Regions from separate parts of the Mus musculus genome. Here all the other regions are linked to region 3. The links are chromatin contacts, called in public HiChIP or PLAC-seq maps. All regions are on one chromosome and are shown on one strand. The core of a region is the stretch at or near the end of the contact, and the rest is flanking DNA. Distances in the headings are between cores, read along the strand shown.

Region 1 (3,579 bases), core at 80-2,579, 66 kb after region 3:
CCACCAACACTAACCCGTGAGATGCTGAACAGGTTCCACTACCAACAAAGATACTACATGGTTTCATAAAACCCATAACGCTTACAAAAGGCTGGCCGCTGAATCTCTGTTAGGAATGTGCACTGTTCCAGGTTCCAAGCCCTTTATTTTCATCTTCCAAGTACATGTCATTGGTGCCCACTTGGCAAAATGTAAATGGGTTCATTGTGCTTTGGGTCTTGTCATTCCCATTACATGAGAAAGCAGAGATGTGTCGTTCTCTATAAGCAGCCTCCGAAGCCTAGGGCAGCAGAGACTCTGGCCAGCAAGTAGCACTGTTAGGGGTAGGTGGTCCTATGCCAGCGCAAAGATGTCTGTGACAAGAGTTGGCAACCTGCTCAAGTTTACATGTATTAGGACAAGCTGGGAGTTCTGTGGGCTCCTAAGTTCTATTAAGAACATAGTTTGAAGGAATATGTCAAGACCCCAAAGGCTATAAAGAGTAACTCCTTTTTCATATCTCTGCCATAGATGGAAAGTTCTGTAGTGACCTAGTGTTAAAATGAGCATAAGGAGGCTGTATTTTTTGTGGTTGTTTTGTTTTTCATTCCTTTGCTTTTTTTTTTCTTAGTCACTGACAATATATTGACAGTCGATTTCTAAATCTGTTACCCAGATGAGTGTATGATCCAGAAAAACGGCTAACTTTCTCAACTCCACACTTATTTTTTTAATCCTGTCAAGCACAGCCAAATGAAAATTACCATCACTAGACATTGGACTTTCTGGGGTCCCCTAAGTTTTACCAGGAGCCATTTCTTTCCCTAAAGAATTACTGTCCAGAAAGTGGCCAGTTGCATAAAGCAACTGCCATAATCCTGTTATGCTGACTTGGTCTTCAAAATAAATGGAGCCAACAGAGCAGAAAGCAATGCTCAGAACAGATTAACACTGCAGGCTTTGAAATACTCCCCACCCTGGGCATTTGCTAAAAACACACTTTAATCTCTGATCAGCATGCCATTTTCAGGGTTTAGTCACACTGGAGTGGAATGAATCACACCCTGAAATTCTTTCCATCCTTTCCCACTTGTGACCATACGCTAATGATCAGTTTTATTTATGGGCACCAAAAAATGCCATTTTGTTGTTTTGGTTATGGAAATCCCAGGATGGTTTTGTTTTCAGTCTCCAAGAAAGCTCTGTGCAGAGCCTGGATCAACATCCAGGAGAGGAAATCCCCTCCCTGGCACAATCAAACAAGACAATTGCTTGGTGTGGGCAGTTAGCATAGACAGGGCCTCTCAGCAATGGTCATTTGTGAGTTCAGCCCAGTACCAGGGGAAGCAAAGAATGTCCAAAGTGGCAGTGTTTATTCTTTTGGAGGCTCCTAGTCCTAGCCAACTCCTAGCTGGTATGAATATGACCGCTGGGGAATAGATGAACAAGGAAAACAAACATTATTTTGCCAACTTGTAGGTTTCTTTGTCAGCATCTAGTGCCAGCTCCGTGCTCTCTGGAAATATGTGCTGGTGGTTGCACTCCCTTGATTAGGAGCACAGGCTGCTGGCTGCATTTGCTGGAGACTGTAGCCTGGGCCAGAAGGAAAGATAGACATGGGGAAAGGGCGTATGTCGAAGGGGCCAAAGGAGGCTCTTCCTGAAGCTCTGCTTTTTATGGCCTTTTCAGGGCCTCCCAAACACTAAACATCATCTCCTAATGAAAATAAGCCCAGAGCAGTTGCTGGCTTCATTCCTTTGCAGTTACTGGCCTTGTGTTCAGCCCTCTGGGAAACAGCAGTTTCTTCTTACTTTAATTCTTGCTTTACTGGGGGCTGGGGCGGGGGTGGGGGGTGGGGGAGGGAGGGTGGATTAATCAGACAAAGAAATCATTATAGATTCAAGTCATGTACTTCTCCTCCAAAGTAGGTTTCTTGTTCTCACTGTCTCCCCCAGGGAACTCTCCAGTGAATTCCCTATCAGTCAGCTGAGGGCTTGAGAGTGAGGAAGGAAGGGAGGAGCAGGAGGAGGGAGGCCCAGTGAGAGGTGAAGGGGTGCTGCCCATTGAGACATTACCCAGAGCTGCCTTCCTGCCTGGCTTTGGCCCTGGGTGCTGTGAAGGACTCAGACACAAACATGCATGAAAACTCTCATCCAAACTGCTCTGCCTTCTACAAAGCAACTTTGATGAAACCTTGGATATGGGAGTACGAGTGTCAGTGTTTGTTTCTTTAAGTCTTATCTTCCCTTCACCCCTAGTCCATGCACACTTAAGATAAGTGTTCAGCATGTGAGCTCTGCTGGAATAGGGCTTAGGAAAGAAAACCCCTTTCTATAGAATGTACCACTGAGTTGAGGGATCCCAGTCAGTTATACAGTTGGGCAAATTTCGAGGTATCCATGAGGGTTGCAGCCATGTGAGACAGACTTGGAGGGTTTCCACATGGGAGATAGGAGATCCTGGCCATGCTCTTCAGTGCAGACATGGGGAATGCATGTCACTTCTGTGATTTCCAGAATATACTTTTGCAGGTTGTATTTTGATTTCCTCTGAAGAAACATACCTGTTATGTTTTACTCCTAATCTTGTAAAATATCCAATTTTCAGGATAGATGAGATTTCCTAAAAGTATAACTAGATAATCAACAGCCTTTAGTGAACTCAACATTCAAAAGCAAAACCAGCTTTCACCTGAGACTTCCAAGACTTAGAAAAATCAATCTTTATACTATATTATATGCAATGTCTCTCCAGAGAAAGCAAGAATCCCCAGACTGATGAGAAAGAAGAAAGCAAAAGATAGAAAAGATCCTAGAGTAGTCTGGGTGTTTTCTATCAGATGAAGCAAATAGGTATTTTGTAAGTGATTGAAAGTGTGTGTTCCTAAGGCAGAGGGAGTGCCTATAAATACTCATTTCAGGTTTATAGTTGATCCCACCAAGGGAGGCTAAGTACAATTACTAATCATAATAGAGTCCAAGAATTGGTTGCAAAAATGAGCTCAAAACAGGGCTGATATGTCTAGATTTATCTTTTAACTAATGTCCTTTTTTTTTTTTTTTTTTTTTGCATCCTTGTTAGATCTACACAGGTCTTGATTTTCACTCTCCAAGAATAGCCCAGTTGTGTTCTCGATCACCATCGGCGAATCCCATGCAGATTTCCAGCACTGATAATGAACTAGCAATCCGATTTAAGACAGACAGCTCTTTAAATGGAAGAGGTTTCAATGCCTCATGGCGAGCAGTCCCTGGAGGTAGGTGAACCTACGGAATCATGCTGTAAGCTTTTGAGCTGAAGCCTAGATGAATTTTACAAAATTATTAGAAGAAGACATGAGAGTTATCCCTTAATGACTTTGTGACTTCTCAATATCATGACAGGGTTTAACGTTCTAAGGATATGAATAAGCCAATCAGTCCATGTACGAGCAGAATTGAGGTGGTTGGAGAGACTTGTTAGCTGAACGCATGACTAGGTCCTGTTCTCCAGGTGACATCAGAAAATGGTTGGAGAGTGTACTAATGCTTTGATTCAACCATGAATCCGAGTTTCCAGACTCTGAAGGTCCTTGTCCCCAATTGGTTTTCGATTGATCAA
Region 2 (3,474 bases), core at 458-2,957, 75 kb before region 3:
AGTCTGACCTTTTCAGTTAACGTATACAGGTTAGGTCAGAAAGTATCAGCCAGGTTCTAAGGAGACCCTGAACGGATTTACCTTGAGTCAGGTGGAGGCTGTTTCCCTGCTTAGGGAGCAGTGGCGTGAGGCCAGGGTGAGTGGGAGGCCCAGGACTGGAAGTGTGCTATATACTGAGATATTGTGGGGAGGATTGTCCTTCAGTCTCTTCCCTCGGCTCTAGCAGGCAGTAGCAGGTGACTTCTGATAGGCAAAATTTCTGGATGGAGAAATGGGTTCATTTAGAATGAATGGACACTCTGAGACCGGGAAGATAGCTGTGCTAAGAGCATGATTGTCCAAGGCAGCAAGACCTTGACTGCAGCTCCCTTCAGACACGTTGATACAATTCTGGCTGTGTACCAGGGTGGCCTTGAAAAAGGCAGCTTTTCCCAGAAAGCCTGCCAGAGAAGTCTGTTATCATCTGCGGTTGAGCTGAAACATCACATATAGGTGGAACTCCTTAGTCAAAAAGCTATAGATAAAATCAGAGTACTCAGTTCATTTATCTAGCTAACAAGAGGAAAATCACTAGTGACTAGTGTATAGATTTCACAAGCAGACACTTCACTGAGCTTGTTCATTGTTGAATACGACAATGACTGCCATGTAAATGGTACAATTGCTGAATGAAGGAACATATTGTACTTATAAAGTGAACAGATGATGAAGGAAAATGTGGATAAAGGATGAAAGGGACTCAGCTGACACTGATAAATGACTTCAGACAAGAGATTAGCATGCCACCTGGTATAGTCCTCAGGGGACATCAAATTGCTGTAGATATAGTGTATAAAATACTTTCACAGGGAAGGATGGGATAGAAGTAGCCAGCTGGAAGTTTCCATTGTTTGTCAGTTCTATGCTACAAGATAGGAAAACCATTGTCTTGTAAGTACAGGCTTCATAGCTATAAATAAAACGTGAGCAAATTGATCAGAAGCATATCTGAAGGATGCTTGTAATGTGACTAAAGTGGCCTTCCTTTCAGAAATGCACTAGTATTACAAGTAAAGATTTTATTGCTATTATTTAATGAACCTGTTTTGGAAAGAGGAACACTACATCTGAAAGCATTCATAAAATTTGGTGTCTTTTTCTGAACACATTTCATTATCATTGCAGCAGGATCCATCTGTCCTTTTAAAGATTTATTTATTATTTATATGAGTACATTGCAGCTGTCTTCAGACACACACCAGAAGAGGGCATCGGATCCCATTAGAGATGACTGTGAGCCACCATGTGGTTGCTGGGAATTGAATTCAGGACCTCTGGAAGAGCAGTCAGTGCTGTTAACTGTTGAGCCATCTCTACAGCCCCCTCTGCCCCCACCCCCCTTTTTTTTTTTTTTTTTTTTTTTTTTTTTTTTTTTTTTGGTTTTTCAAGACAGGGTTTCTCTGTGTAGCCCTGGCTGTGCTGAAACTCACTCTGTAGACCAGGCTGCTCTCGAACTCAGAAATCTGCCTGCCTCTGCCTCCTGAGTGCTGGGATTAAAGGCGTGTGCCACCACTGCCTGACTTTTTCTGAACATTTTAATCTCTTGTAATAAAATTAGAAAAAATGAGTACTTCCTCAAGATCCATGTTATTTTCTGCCCTTGTGTATGTCACTAACTTAACAGAGACAGCTGACTCATTCCCAGGTCAACTCACTCTTCAGAAATTTCCTGCTTTACCAATTTACACAAACTTGTTAGAGATTTGTCATAAAAATTATAGAGGTTGCTATGCTGGTCTATTCTTTCTACATTTCTGGCCAAGACTGCTTAAGGAGTATTGGCAAATCCCTGACATGTGTTCTCATTGTTTATCTTCTGATCTGTGTACACATATATGCGTTTTATATGCATGTGTAAAAGGAACAAGTTAGGTGTTATTTTAATTACTCCTGTGTATAATCATTTGAAGTTCCTTGTGCTAAGGACAAAACAATAAACTACTTGCTGGTATCTGAACATGAGGCCTTTTGATTTGCTAGTAAATCAGCAGAGAGCACTAGACAAGAGTGCAGCTACTCATCACTACACACTCACTGAACAGAGAAGCATATTAATAGATGGGCACTTAAAGATCCCCAGACCTTTCCCAATATAGTTGATTACAAAATAAGTTCTACATGGTCGAGTCCAAAAACGACAGCATTACACCTGAGTCTTCACAGAGGAATTAGTGCTGTGGACGAAGTCACTGTGCCTCCGCACAGCCGCACAGCTTCTTCACAAAGTTGCTTTGGACGGAGGCTAGTGTAACTGAAGCTGCGTTGTAAAGCTGTGCTGTGGTATGGAAACTGTGATCTCTGATGGCTTTAGTTCTGTCTAGTCTTCTCTTCATTCTGTCTGTTTTTTCTTTCAAATGTTTCTTTCTTAGGGTATTTCACTGGAAGACTTTGACAAGCTATCTTTCAATATGATTTTAATGAGCCCTCCATGCCAGCCATTCACAAGGTATGTGTAATAAGTGTTTTTCTCTTTGGGAAGAGTATATGGGCTGAAAATACAGCTAAGTAAATTCTTGCCCAGCATGCGTTGAGGCCCTGGGTTTAAATTATGACACATATCTCACCCTCACCAAAAGGGAGATAAAAAGAGGAAAGAAAGGAGAAGGGAAAATCAAAGAACTTTAAAAGCTTAAGCTGCACTTTTTGTTTTTACAATTTTTTTATTAGATATTTTCTTCATTTACATTTCAAATGCTATCCCCAAAGCTCCCTATCCCCTCCCCCCACCCTGCTCCCCAACCCACCTACTCCTGCTTCCTGGCCCTGGCATTCCCTTGTACTGGGGCATAGAATCTTCCCAAGACCAAGGGCCTCTTCTCCCATTGATGGTTGACTAGGCCATCTTCTGCACTTTCAAAGCTTTAAAATGCTCTGTAAATATATCCCTTCATTTTAGATATTGATAATTCATCATCGAGCATAGGAATCCGCAGTTACAGTCAGAATAGCAAAATAATTTGATCAACAGTAAATACGTAATGCTATGTTATAGGTATATCTAAGGTACATTTATTTTCTTTCAGATTATGTTACTCACTTTAAATTTTTCACCTCTTGAATTCATAGCTAATTCTGATCAGTGAAACAGAATTCCCTTAAGAAATATTTTATATGTAAGTAATTTGTGAAAAATTTTAGCATACATTTACAATTTGTGTATTTCTCAAAATTAATATTATAATTCAGATTTTTCATAGTCACATTATAATTTCTCATTTCAAATTTAATATTTTTAACAAGAACTGTGTCTTAAATTAAACCTAGATCATTTTCACTATTTAATAGTATAAATTATTTTAAGAGGCTATAGTAATAGGGTCTTATTGTTATTATTATTTTGAAAGTGAGAAACTGAGGCATAGATAGGTTAACTTTCTCATGACTGTACAGTTAAACAATGTCAGAGCCATTATTTATTAATCATTTATATACTTT
Region 3 (3,500 bases), core at 740-3,239:
GGTGTGGTATGCCTTCTAGCCAAACAGAGGTGTTTCTGGGAAAGATCTTCCTTCTTAGAAATGTGATGCATCCTTGCACAACTTCAGAAAACAGCCCTGACTAGGGTGGAAAAAGAATGAAAGAAAGCAGACACACAGACAGACAGAAGAGCTGGGATGGTACTCTCTGATGGAGAACCTGCAGCACCCCAGAAGCTTAGCTTACTAATTATATTCAGTTGGGTGGAGAGGCAGGGTTCTTGCATACAGCTTAACAAGAAGCTGGAATACTACTTACAGACAAACAAGGAAATGGAACTATTGTATATAAATGAACAAGGAGACGGGTTTAGCTGGCTTCAGTAGGAGCAATCACCATAGGAGAGGAGTCTTCAGGCCATAGATGTCCACAGGGAGAAAGGGATGGTGAACGTTTCCCCCCCACACTGTCAACATCTGCACACAGGGCATAGGAAGGCTTTGAGCCTCATCCCAGGGGAAAGCTTTGATATTTTCTCGTGGGTCTGAGGCTAAGGTCCTTGGCATGGCCACTTCCATATCAACACCACACAATCACTCAGAACTTTACTCACCCGGGCCTCCTCCACTCCCCACAGACATGGAAATAATCTTATATTTATGATAAAAAATTAAAAATGTATTATACATGTGAGAAATATACTATGAAAGAAATGTATAGAGCTCTTGACTTGAATCCTATTATGACTGGTTGGAAATGGCTCCCCTGGGGACAGTACTTAGTGGGTATATGGTTGAGCAGTTGGCAACAGAAATATTAAAACAAACAAACAAACAAACAAACAAACAAACAAAAAACCAAGGGTGCCAGGTACAGTGGCCAACACAGTCCCAGAGGCTGAATAAGGTAGACATAGGATAAACCAAAGCCAAAACAAAAGAAATAAAATCCAAACAAACATAAAACCAGACTAATGTGACTAGAATCACAAAGACAGAAAGAAACCAGTAAGGGAAGTGCTAAGCTCTTGTCTCCATATATAACGATAAAGAGATGAAGAGGTTGGGGTGTCTTCTGAGAGCCTGAGGTTATTATCAGTCTCTTAGCATTGTGCCCACCCCAGTGAGTGGCCACGACAGCACATCCACGATGAGAATGGGAAGGAGAAGAGAGAGGATTGCATGCTGAGCTTGTAATCAGGAGAGAAGATACTTCTGGAAAAAAAAATAGATCACATTTTCTTGATCTTAAAAAGTTCATTTAAAAATCAAGTAATATCATTATTACTCAGACACTGCCTGTTATCTCTCATCATCTATCCCCTGCATGCTATTCTCTCATTTGGGGTGATGCTACAGTCCTTTCCTCTCTTGCCCCGATTAGCCTAACACAGTGTCTAAGATCAGGTCTCTCTGCTATTGTGTTATCCGTCAGCCTGCAATTCAATTCACAGGGAGTATGACTTCACAGTTCATACATTGAACGTTACCATACGGCCAGGCTCTCTTTTCCACCCTGGTATCGTCCAAACCTCCTTGTCTCAGAATATTTGATTTGCTTTGAGTTAAGATTTCATACTTAAATGGATTTTAGAGTCTGGAGTGTAAAAACAAATCTGGGTAGTTAGCACACAGAAAGACACATGCGAGCATTAAGCCAAGGCTTTGAGACCTGATCTATTCCACATGTCAAAGCCTCTTGCTCACTCAGCTCTGCAGTTCACATTTAAAATTTCGTGTGAACTGTGTTTTGCAGCCCAGTTAATCTTAGCTATCTGTACAGGAAATAGTTCCTTTACAAGAACTCAGGGTTTAATGAGTACTTTTTCTTTAGGAGCTAGTTCAACCTCTAAATGCCATTTGCAATACTTCATAAGCCTGAGTTATTCGTTATATCCTGGGGCTCTGGGTTTGTAATACTCAGCATTTACAAAATGAATAAATAAATCCTAGAGAGACAGTCAGCAGTGCTCACTTGCTAAGGAACTAACCTTGCAAGCACGAGGGCCTGAGTTTAATTCCTAACCCATGTGCAGGAACATGTTTGTAATCCCAGTGCCTGGGATATTTAGGACAGGAGGCTCCCTAAGGTCATCCAGACTATCGCAGTTTGTGAGCTCCAGGCCAATTAGAAACTTCGTCTCAAAGGAGGCAGATGGCATTTTTTCAGGATGACACACTAAGGGCCCCTTGGCTTCTACATGTGTGTGCCCCCTCACACACGTGTGTACCCTAACATAAATGTGCACCTGTACAAACACAAGCACCCACACTTATACAGTGAAACAAACTAAATCCTGGAGAAACCCGAGCCTCGTTCACACAACACTGGTGTTTTGCACCAGGACCTGTAGTTCCTTTGCAAATGTGACCACCAAATTGGTGAATTTACTGTACTCCCTCTGCAAGGGACCATTGTGTGATATCCATGACTTCTTAAAAGAAGGGAAACTTGGTTACTACAAACCCGGTTTCAATATTAGTTATCTTTCTCTAGGTTGTTTTATGGTAAGCAATTAATAATGTTCCCCAGGCAAATCAAAAGTGATAACAAGCAAAATCCACCTCATGGTTCATTTGTGTGTTTATTTCCTACCCCTGTCAACATGTTGTTTTGGAATCTGTTCTGCTTGAGGCTCTGTTGATATGGCTTTGGCTTTGTAGGACCCAGACTCCTGATTTCTCAAGAGGAAAAGCAAAGAATGTTTGAGTCACCCACTGACAGTCAAGGCCTCTATGTACACAGGTTCATCACGGCTACTCACATTCCTCAAGGCTGAGCAATTGCTGTGGCAAAGCCCATAGTCAATGGGAAGGATAAGTGTTCATGTTCCATCGGGAGGCATGGCAAGTCACATGACAGAGAATAGATATTCAATCCTCTCACATAAAAGCAGTCAGTAATTACGAAGTATGAGATAGTCTATTCTAGCTTCCAAGCACAAAGAAAAGAGATTTCTTTTGGGTGAGAGTACAAATTTACAAGTGCTTAGTCATTAAGTACAAGTGAATTTGGGATCAGTTCAAGCAGTTGATAAATTTTATTCCAGTATCTCTCTTTAAAATGTGATGGTTAAAGTACTGCTGTGCCTGAGGTCCAGAGAGAATACAGGCTTTCAGAATTAATAAGGTTTCCTTCCACAAAGAGAAATACAGCCAAAATCAATTGTACCTTCCAGGACTAGTGCCCTTGAGGCCTGAAAGCCTCTCTCATAACATCTGGATGGCAGCTGCATTCCCTTGCTAACGTCCTTGAGCTTCATTAATCAGGACCCAGGGGACCGGCCACTTCACCTAGCTCCAATGCTGCCTGGCTGTTTTTCTTCCTTCTTGTCATCTTCTAATGGACTAATAGAAATGAGAGACAATGATTGTAGAAGAAGCAAATAGAACCCAGGGGATGAGAGCAGGGTACCATATTACTCGAGTTTCCTGTGTTCTAGTCTTCGGGAGCAGCAGTATGTATGCTGCCTCTGTTAAAGACTGAATTGAAGATTGTGCACTCTCACGTTAATTGATCAACAGGAATGTATCAAATGCTA
Region 4 (3,093 bases), core at 101-2,600, 120 kb before region 3:
CCGCTCGCGGGTTGGCTCCATTGGGCTGCTGGCTGCATGTGAAAAAGAAGTCTACAAACCTGTCTGAATGACTGCAGGGTGCTTTCGGCTTCCTCTCTCTGGAGCATCTCCTCCTGCAATCTGAAGCAGCAGCACATTAATCAAAGGGGAACTGGAAAACCGCCAGGGGCGGGGCGGCCACACCCAACCACAAATGCCGCCAAGCCTTGAGTCCAGAGCTGCTGTGACACCTCCACCCACAGTAGTTACTGCAACTTGTCGAGGTGGCAGCTCTCTGCAGGTGTTAGCTGGAGTTGGGGCACACTGGAAAAGACAATCACTGCCCTTCCCTTACAATTACAGCCAATCCCCTGTCCCAATATCCCAGATGCCTTTGCCATCTCTTTGTCTGGAACCCTTCACACCCATTCTTTCCTCCTGTCTGGTAACTGTAAGCCCAGAAGAAGGACCTAAGAAACTTTCTAAAAAGTTCAATGGAAGTGCTTGAGTGAGGCGAAAAGAGAAATGTTCACTGCAAAGTTTAGGTTCAGGGTGGGGCCCGCTTCCTCTGCTATCCTCCAGACAACCGCCACCCCAGCCACATCCCCAAGGGCGTGGCAGCCCCAGTGCAAGGCCCAGGACTCCCCTCCCTCCCACACCCCACCACTCGCGTAGGTCAGGCCTTACTTCTCTCGCAGCCGCATGATGTCCTCGGCCAGGTTGTCCCGCTCCACCTCGACACGGGCCTTGTCGTTGGTGAGCTGATCCACCTGCCGGCGCAGCTCCCGCATCTCCTCCTCGTACAGGTCGCCCAGGCGCGACTTGCCCTGGCCCTTGAGCTGCTCGAGCTCAGCCAGCAGGATTTTGTTCTGCTGCTCGAGGAAGCGCACCTTGTCGATGTAGTTGGCAAAGCGGTCATTCAGCTCCTGCAGTTCTACCTTCTCGTTGGTGCGGGTGTTCTTGAACTCAGTGTTGATGGCGTCGGCCAGCGAGAAGTCCACCGAGTCTTGAAGCAGCCGCACGCCCGGCACGCTGCTCCGCAGGCGCACTGCCGAGGACCGGGTCACATAGGCGCCACCGGGGGATGAGGAATAGAGGCTGCGGCTAGTGCTGGGGCGCAGTGCGCTGCCCAGACTGTAGGTGCGTGTGGACGTGGTCACATAGCTCCGGTTGGAGCTGGGCCGGCTCGATGTGCCGGAGCCACCGAACATCCTGCGGTAGGAGGACGAGGACACAGACCTGGTAGACATGGCTTCGAAGGTGGGCTGGCTTGCTGCGGCTGGAAAAACTGCAACAAGGGAATGAGGGCGCGGTGGCTGTGAATCGTAGGAGCGCTGGGGTCTCTGGGGTCCCGGAGCAAGAGTGGCAGAGGACTGGACAACGCCAAGGGCGCTGCTTTTATAACACTGTTAGGAAAGAGGGTCCCCTCCCACTGCCATCCTAGCCGCCGAGCGAGCCAGCCAATGGGGACCCGGAAAGAAGTGAGGAAGGGGGGTGGGGGAGGGAGCTCCCCTCGAGCCTTCCTCCAGGGCTGTAGGGTATCAAGCACAGTCCTGTTACTAATTGGAAGTGCTAGGCCTTTCAGGGGCTTTCCTGGTGATCACCCGAACTCTCTACTCACCCTTGGGTGCTGAGAAAGAAGGGATCGCGGGAAGGATTCATGGGGGAAGGAAGGGGGGCTCTGGAAAGTTGAGTAAAGCGATCCCTGGCACTGGGCCAAAGGGGCGTGGGACTAGGCGCGCTGGTAGGAGGGGCGTGGTCGCAGTCGCAGATCTGCGGTCTTCTGGGACTGGGTGGGTGGGGAGATCCGAGAGCGGAGGAGCAGGAAGAGCCTGCAAAAGCAGTCCTGCAGATCGGAAGCCGGGGAGAGAGAAACAAAGAGGGCCCGAGATTGGGGGTGGAGAAGCACACAGCCCAAGATATCTGGCTCAAGACCTTTGCAGAGGGCTTGTTTGACGTGGTCATATCCCCTGATCTAACGGACTCAGTTCAACTAGAGAGGATTAGGAGCCACTGCCTCTGGAGTAAAGCCCAGGGGACGGGGTGGGGTCGCTGAGTCAGTGGATATGACTCATGGAGCCCTGAGGGTGAGATCGTCTAGCGGTTCAGGAAAACCGTTAGTTGAGATTGACTCCAGACTCCAAGAGCGCTAAGCTCATTCATTGTCCGAAGTTTTAAACCAACTTTGAGAATAACCGTTCTTGTGATTGTTGGGGAAGTGTGGAGAGTTCTCCTTAGAAAGAAACTCTTGCAGACCCGGGAGAGCCACAAAACACATCCACACACCCCTACCCCCATCCCCACCCCTGACGACAAAAGCTCCCTCCCTCCCTCCTTCCCTCCCTCCCCCTTTCTCTCTTTCTTTCTCTCTCTCTCTTTCCTGCATGAAACCACACCCTAAGTTCTGGGTGAAAGAGGAAACTACTTTGGTAATTTCAAAAGCAAGCCCAGTGATCTCGGCCTTTCTGAAAGTGGACTGCATTAGAAGATAAGCAAGTCGGACAAGAAACCATTGGGTTTTGCTAAAAAATCCAATTCGGTGAATGAGTTCGGAAGAAAGGCAGTTATGTAGCTCAAGTGATAAACTGAAGAAACAGATTTCTGTAGATTTTAGAGCAGCGATGCAGGGGAGAAGATTCTAGTGACTTGTCTGGGCAACGCCACAGATCCTATTTTCCACAAAGAAAAATCATGAAATCTAACTTGAAATGGCGACAACTGTCCACAAAACAAAAGGTTCAGAGTGTTGAGATGCAGCGACTGTCACCTTTTCAAAGGGAAAATGACCAGCTCAAGGCTATTGCTTCACGTTTGCTTCTAGGCAAGACTAAGGGGTCTCCGTTCTCCAAGGGAAAAGGACTTTTCAAGAAAGGGAAGTTAGGCCCTTTGTGATTAAGCACGGATAGAAAAATTACAGTTTCTTTTGGTTTGGGATTTGTGGAGTACTGAAACAAAAACAAACAAACTGGGAGATGGGTCCATTAGTGAATAGGGAAGGAAAAGGAGCTTGTATTTTGTTTTTGCTTTTGTTTTTCTTTGGAGCACAGAGTGTTCCCAGCTTACCTGGCAATTAAGAAAGGCCGTTTAGAGACACGTGCAGGATTTATGCTAGCT

The links. HiChIP or PLAC-seq counts read pairs in DNA pulled down with a chosen protein or histone mark.
Region 1: an H3K27ac HiChIP or PLAC-seq map of heart atrium shows a contact between it and region 3, with 7 read pairs. The contact joins two enhancer-like sites. A contact is called at or near these places in 1 of 15 datasets of contacts at CTCF or cohesin (the NIH/3T3 cell line), 9 of 484 Hi-C or Micro-C datasets (B cells, CD4 single positive thymocytes, CD8 T cells and 6 more), 3 of 115 datasets of contacts at active chromatin or transcription factors (epiblast stem cells, extraembryonic endoderm stem cells and heart atrium) and 3 of 9 other capture datasets (adipose tissue, liver and pancreatic islet).
Region 2: a contact with region 3 is called in an H3K27ac HiChIP or PLAC-seq map of embryonic fibroblasts, with 19 read pairs. The contact joins two enhancer-like sites. A contact is called at or near these places in 1 of 15 datasets of contacts at CTCF or cohesin (the NIH/3T3 cell line), 6 of 484 Hi-C or Micro-C datasets (the C2C12 cell line, beige adipocytes, bone marrow-derived macrophages and 3 more), 4 of 115 datasets of contacts at active chromatin or transcription factors (embryonic fibroblasts, fibro-adipogenic progenitors, heart atrium and 1 more) and 2 of 9 other capture datasets (adipose tissue and liver).
Region 4: an H3K27ac HiChIP or PLAC-seq map of heart atrium shows a contact between it and region 3, with 10 read pairs. The contact joins the promoter of Vim here to the enhancer-like site in region 3. A contact is called at or near these places in 6 of 39 promoter capture datasets (the 3T3-L1 cell line, the C10 cell line, hematopoietic stem and progenitor cells and 2 more), 5 of 484 Hi-C or Micro-C datasets (the C2C12 cell line, embryonic fibroblasts and muscle stem cells), 12 of 115 datasets of contacts at active chromatin or transcription factors (bone marrow-derived macrophages, cardiomyocytes, craniofacial prominence and 8 more) and 3 of 9 other capture datasets (adipose tissue, liver and pancreatic islet).

What each region holds. Positions count from the first base shown.
Region 1 is chr2:13,383,526-13,387,104 of GRCm38.p6, reverse strand. Cubn (cubilin (intrinsic factor-cobalamin receptor)) reads left to right here. Exons shown (of 67, transcript NM_001081084.2): 30 at 3,061-3,235. Among named protein-coding and RNA genes, the nearest start is that of Cubn, 110 kb to the left of the region's middle. Within about 2 kb of position 1,329, at least 157 of the 459 cell types and tissues checked have an H3K27ac peak or open chromatin away from gene starts, as enhancers often do. A contact at or near this core is called in the NIH/3T3 cell line, adipose tissue, embryonic fibroblasts and 2 more, where this site is marked.
Region 2 is chr2:13,524,629-13,528,102 of GRCm38.p6, reverse strand. It overlaps Trdmt1 (tRNA aspartic acid methyltransferase 1), which reads left to right. Exons shown (of 11, transcript NM_010067.4): 3 at 2,409-2,485. Among named protein-coding and RNA genes, the nearest start is that of Trdmt1, 18 kb to the left of the region's middle. Within about 2 kb of position 1,707, at least 44 of the 459 cell types and tissues checked have an H3K27ac peak or open chromatin away from gene starts, as enhancers often do. A contact at or near this core is called in the NIH/3T3 cell line, embryonic fibroblasts and pancreatic cancer cells, where this site is marked.
Region 3 is chr2:13,450,335-13,453,834 of GRCm38.p6, reverse strand. All of the region lies in intron 17 of Cubn (cubilin (intrinsic factor-cobalamin receptor)), which reads left to right. Among named protein-coding and RNA genes, the nearest start is that of Cubn, 40 kb to the left of the region's middle. Within about 2 kb of position 1,989, at least 86 of the 459 cell types and tissues checked have an H3K27ac peak or open chromatin away from gene starts, as enhancers often do. A contact at or near this core is called in the NIH/3T3 cell line, adipose tissue, embryonic fibroblasts and 5 more, where this site is marked.
Region 4 is chr2:13,572,568-13,575,660 of GRCm38.p6, reverse strand. Vim (vimentin) reads right to left here and starts at 1,350. Exons shown (of 9, transcript NM_011701.4): 1 at 667-1,350; 2 at 60-120. The coding sequence starts at 1,229.